2 separate regions of the Mus musculus genome follow, and region 2 is linked to region 1. A link is a contact called in public promoter capture Hi-C data. All regions are on one chromosome and are shown on one strand. Each heading gives the region's core, a stretch centred on a gene start, on an enhancer-like site or on the middle of the called end of the contact. The rest is flanking DNA. Distances are from core to core; before and after follow the strand shown. Region 1 overlaps Mthfd1l (methylenetetrahydrofolate dehydrogenase (NADP+ dependent) 1-like). Region 2 overlaps Akap12 (A kinase (PRKA) anchor protein (gravin) 12).

Region 1 (2,700 bases), core at 97-2,596:
TCTGAACTCTTGCTTCTGTGTCTTACTACCTGTGAATGTGTACTTGGGGTCCACACCACCATCGTCCAGCCCTGTGTTTGCACACAATGGGACTAATGTTTGTTGAATGAAAACCTAATAGTACACATCAGTTATATGAAATACTTCCCCAATGACAGGGTTGTCTGCAATGCCAATAGGCTTTTTAACAGTGAACATAAACATATCTACTGAATGGTTTATTGAAGTAGCAAATAATTAAATTAAAAGTAAATGAATGCTACAAAGGCATGTGACTGCAAGTCTAGCTACATAGGAGGCTGAGGCAGAAGGATGATTTAAATTCAGGAGTTCAAGACCAGCCTGAGAAATAGAGTGAGCTTCCCAAAGACCCCATGTCAGAAAGGGAGAAAGGGAGAAAGGGAGAAAGGGAGAAAGAGAGAAAAAGGGAGGGAGGGAGGGAGGGAGGGAGGGAGGGAGGGAGGGAGGGAAACAAAGAAAGAAAAAGAAAGGGAAGGAGGGAGGGAGGAAGGAAGGAAGGAAGGAAGGCAGGCAGGCAGGCAGGCAGGCAGGCACTGGAGAGATAAGCAGCTGATACAATGTTTCCTTAACATTCATAGCTCCATGGGTAGAAGCCCAGGAACCCCATAGAAACTAGATGTGGTGGTGCTTGCTTGTGATCTCTGGCCTCAGGAGGTGGATGCTGAAGATCAGAAGATCAGCATCCGCTTCAGCTATAATGTGGTCCGAGGAAAGCCTGATCTACTTGAGCCCCTGTCTCAAATTTTTAGTTGGGAGCTAGAGAGACAGCTCAGGATTAAGAGTGTTTGCCCCTCTTCCAGGGGACCAAGTTGGGTTCCCATCCCCTGCGTCTGGTGACTCACACCTAACTCCAGCTCCATAGGATCCAACACCCTCTACAGCAGGCATATGTACACACATGGTCTACACTCACAAACACATGTAACACATAAATAAAATAAAAAATTAGTCTTTTTTTAAAAGGAATTTTAGAAAGAAAGATGTTTTAAAAGACGTTTTGAACTGTAGGAATGTTCAGCCTGACCTTGGCCAGTTTCTTCATGCCCTACGTAATGCAAATGTGTTTAACATAAGCTCTGTGGCTCATTCCCGTTTGGATTTATGTATACCCCAAACAGCGTGCTTGGCATAGCATCCTGCTTATCACCATAAAATGTGGAGTTCAAATTCGGCCCTTGTCAAAACATCGGGGCGCAGAGATTAGTGTTGTGGCAGTTGACATAAAATGACTTTTAAAAGTGGTCCTGAGGTTAAGCTGGGGTTTTGTAACTCGGCGATTGCATGGGCCTTCTAAGGGATTTTCTTTAATGTCCGTTGCACAATAGGTTTTCAGATTACGTTACAGGCCTGCTATCTTAGCCCATCTGGGCCAAGCACATCTAGCCTCGGGATGCTGGACAGGGGCCAAATTGCCTTTTATAGTTGCAAAAATTGCAATTATGTGAGGTTGTTTGCTACATTTTTTTTAGCAGTATTTGATATAATTACAATATTGTACTGTTCCTATACAAGTCACATAATAGAATTTGAGACAAGGAATGCTGGGGAACTTGCAGTTCCTGAAGAAATATAATGTATTATATCTTGTCAGAGGCTTCTTTGCATCTTTAGGGAAGGGCATTCTGGAGGGAAAGCAGACCTCTAATGCGTTCTCAAACCCGCAGGCCTCTCGCCACCTGTAACTATAAATGCTCTCATCATTTCCCTACTAATGTTTTAGTACAAAGGCTGTTGTGACAAAATCCACATAGGGTTTGAGGTCCTGTGGGCTGCTTGTCTAGCTCACAGCAAAACAGGGTTTAAAAATCTTAGAGACGGGCTGGAGAGATGGCTCAGTGGTTAAGAGCACTGACTGCTCTTCCAGAAGTCCTGAGTTCAAATCCCAGCAACCACATGGTGGCTCACAACCATATGTAATGAGATCTGATGCCCCTTCTGGTGTGTCTGAAGACATCTACAGTGTATTTATATGTAATAAATAAATAAATCTATAAAAAAAAAACTTAGAGACAAAAGAGGTGTCTGAGTGAAATGATAAAGATAGACCTTCAGCAATAGAAGAATGAAAACCAAGTCAAAACCTAGAAAAGAGCATCACAGTAGATAGATAGCATCTGCCTTGGGCACACCTGGTCATGTGTCTATAACCTGACCAGGCTGTTCATAGACACTGTGGCTGTTCACAGCCTCTGGAGACTTCACCAGTGAGATAAAGAAAAGAGCAATATAAAATGCATAGATAGTAGTTTTAATATTTATGTATGATCATACAGAGGTAAAATTCAAGAAGCCAACTAAAAAATTTATCGTAAGTAATAAAAGTTTTAGTTTGCCCGGTTGGCTACAGTATAAGTACGTGAAAGTCAATAGCCTTCCTTTATGTGAAGAATAAACATATTATAATGTGGACTGTGATCCTGTTTATTCATCCCCTCCGTGCTATAAAGTACCCAGGAGTAAATTTAGAAAGACATGGACACAGAGAAAGAAGAATACGGCCATTTGTAAAGCTGAAGGTTACAGATCCAGTGAGACTGGAGTGAAGACCAGGAGTCCCCTCACTCTCTCCGACGACTAATCCCCAGGACTGTGCTGTCTTACACTGATGAGGGCAATGAGCCATTGAAAAGGGACTCCTTTTAATCTTTAAAGGGGTACTTTATTAATGTTTTCATCAAT
Region 2 (2,700 bases), core at 158-2,657, 270 kb after region 1:
ATCAAAGTGGCGTCGCTGTTGTTAGAATTTGGGGTCAGAAGGGAAGGTGTTGGTGATGCAGTTATGTAAACCCGAATCCACAGAGGAGTGGGGTGACTGCCATGTGCTGTCTACAACTGAATACTGGGAAGTGGTTCTGTATTCTTAGTTCCCTGGGCCTTCAGGGATCCTGGGACACTGTGGGGGAAGTGTCTAGTTTAATGTGGACCACTGACCCTGCATATAGGGCTTCTTATCCATGATCTACACACAGGGAATAGATGGTGGGAAGAGAGATGTCTGGGTTGTCTGAAACCCCACCTATTGGGAATGCAGAGGGCAAATGTCTGCTCCCAGATCTTAACCAACCAGGATAAGACCCATTGCCTGGCTTGCCGAGACTCAAAGCCAGGTTGGGCGTTGGCTGGGAAGCCTTTCTGGATCTTTGTAATGCTGATATGTGTAACCATTGTCTGATTGCCCAGGAGTTGTCCCTTTTTCGCTCTTTCTGGGCTGGAATGTGGTGCATTGTGCCTCCTGGTGGCAAGAAGCAGCAACCATCGTGGATGTCTGAAATCTTTCTTTCAAAAAAAATTTTTTTAATCCCCTTTTTATGTCGCTTGTCTCTGTCTACTCTTTTTCCCGCACCGATCTCCCCGCTCCAGTTCCCTAAGTAGTCATGAACAAGGCCTTCAAGTCTGACGAGAAGAGCAATAATATAACCTTTTATTTTGGGGTGGGGAGAGGTGGTTCGCTCCAACAGGCCAGTTGGACCTATCCTAACTGAAGATCCAGCTCATTTATTACTTGTGTCTTTGTAGAGAAACAATCTCAAGATTAACAGAAAAGAAATATTGGGCTGCCTGGATTTTTAATGCAGCTGTTTTATTTGCTATACGCTTGTAACAGGAGGAGAGTGTTGGTGAAGTTTCAACCCAATGTTTAGCTCATTTCTACCACGAAAAGTAGAGAGACCCAAAGGTCAGATATTTCTGCTTTTTAGAAAGTTGTCTCGGTTAAATGCTAAAGATAGTTCGCTTTGTGACAACCCTTTGCAAAAGGCCTGGGATCGCAGAGAGTTGTGGGTCTTTACGCTGACCGGAGTGTAGGAAACGGTTGGCAACATACTATGGGCTTTAAAAAGGAAATGCCGCTTTGCACCTCATCCACCTTTAAAAATGGCGTTAAAAATCGGAGAATTTAATATCTGTGCAGTTATTGCCTTTACATAATTTTAAAAGTTTGAGATGCAGGAGTCGGTGCCAGGGATGAAGTCACCGCTTGGATCAAATATTGATGCTCGGGGTCTGGCTCACCCCAGAGACTTAAAACTTTCTCCTGGGTCGCGACAGACCAGGCACAGAGACCAGCCCTGTAAAATGGGGCACGTGACTTCCCCGGGTGGTGCAGCCAAGTCCGGACAGAGGTGTGGGCTGGCTGGCTGTGGGCGGGGCCTACGGCGTGGGCGGGGCCGTCCTATAATTAGCCAGAGAAGCGCTTCTCCAGTGCGCATTGCTGCACCTCCAGGGCTGGAGAGCTTCCTTGATGCTCTGAGGACTGCATTCCTTTTCATCTCACTGGTTAGCCGGGAGTAGACAGAGGAGAAGGAGACTTCCTGCCGTAAGAGGCCGAAAACTGTAACTAAATATGCTGGGGACTATTACCATCACAGGTAAGACTGGTGACTCTTCTTCCTGCTGATGTGACTCTGGAAGAAGAGTCTCAAGAGGTGAGCCGTGTGGCTGGAATTTTATTAGCTTTCAATTATCTCTCCCTACACTTTCACCGGTGTAGGGAGAGATAATTGAATATGGAGAGCATTCCATAGCCCCTCGGAAACCAATGAACCGCACATTTTATTTTTATTTAAACCAAAATCTTCCTGGAAGCGCTCACGGGACAATGCATCTGGTTGGGAGCCTTATCCGGTCCCCTTAGAGAAGTGGGGGCTGTGCTGTTGAGAGAAGCCACAGCAGCTAGCGAGTTGAATCAGCATCAGATTCACTGTGGATAACCTGCCCTAGTCTAATTTTAAAAGTTCCTATGTCTGAGAAATTGTAAGCGTTCAGTGCTTCCTAGAGCTCATTAAATAAGAACGTTGAGTGAAGTCGTGTATCAGGCTAATATTTTAGTTTAGTTCTGTCATACGTGGTTAGTATTAGCCATAATACTAATACATAATACATAGTTACTAAACCTAAGGGAAGAAATGCCATTTAAGTATTAGTAAAAAAAAAAAAAAAAAAAAAAAAAAAGGTAGTGAAAATAATTATTTTTCCCATGCTTGTTTTCTAGGACTCTACTTGTGTGAGTTGTAATGTTATGCCAACTTCTAGAAGTGGGCAGTCTACGCCAGGCGTTCAGAATGCATTTGCAAATCCACTAACTTGGCGTTTGATAGATAGTCTGAGACTGGCTATATAGGAGAGTGCGTGTTTACGCTCACTTTCCCGTTTACGCTCTTAGAAAATTAAACTCCACTTGCTAACTTACATTTACAAAAGTGGCTCCGATTTAAATATTTAAGATGAATGCTGCCAAATCTGTTGTCTCAAAGTGGGGCGTAGACTTTCCAGGGCTTCCATATTTTTTCTCTGTGTGACTCTTCCCCCCAAAGCCGTGTCTCCCTGTGGAATTTTAAATGACTTCAAAAGTTTAGCAGAGCTAAAAATATCTCTCACTTCCTATAGTTTAGCTTGTTTATGCCGAGGGCTCTTTCAT

What was found. Capture Hi-C pulls out chosen DNA fragments and counts their contacts.
Region 2: a contact with region 1 is called in a promoter capture Hi-C map of adipose tissue. The contact joins two enhancer-like sites. A contact is called at or near these places in 2 of 15 datasets of contacts at CTCF or cohesin (the NIH/3T3 cell line and large pre-B cells), 3 of 484 Hi-C or Micro-C datasets (bone marrow-derived macrophages and liver), 29 of 115 datasets of contacts at active chromatin or transcription factors (the 230-238 cell line, the NIH/3T3 cell line, acute myeloid leukemia and 21 more) and 3 of 9 other capture datasets (adipose tissue, liver and pancreatic islet).

Annotation. Positions count from the first base shown.
Region 1 is chr10:4,064,610-4,067,309 of GRCm38.p6, forward strand. The region is part of intron 20 of Mthfd1l (methylenetetrahydrofolate dehydrogenase (NADP+ dependent) 1-like); the gene reads left to right. Among named protein-coding and RNA genes, the nearest start is that of Gm40591, 23 kb to the right of the region's middle. Within about 2 kb of position 1,347, at least 14 of the 459 cell types and tissues checked have an H3K27ac peak or open chromatin away from gene starts, as enhancers often do. A contact at or near this core is called in adipose tissue, where this site is marked.
Region 2 is chr10:4,333,059-4,335,758 of GRCm38.p6, forward strand. All of the region lies in intron 2 of Akap12 (A kinase (PRKA) anchor protein (gravin) 12), which reads left to right. Among named protein-coding and RNA genes, the nearest start is that of Gm40592, 24 kb to the left of the region's middle. Within about 2 kb of position 1,408, at least 264 of the 459 cell types and tissues checked have an H3K27ac peak or open chromatin away from gene starts, as enhancers often do. A contact at or near this core is called in adipose tissue, where this site is marked.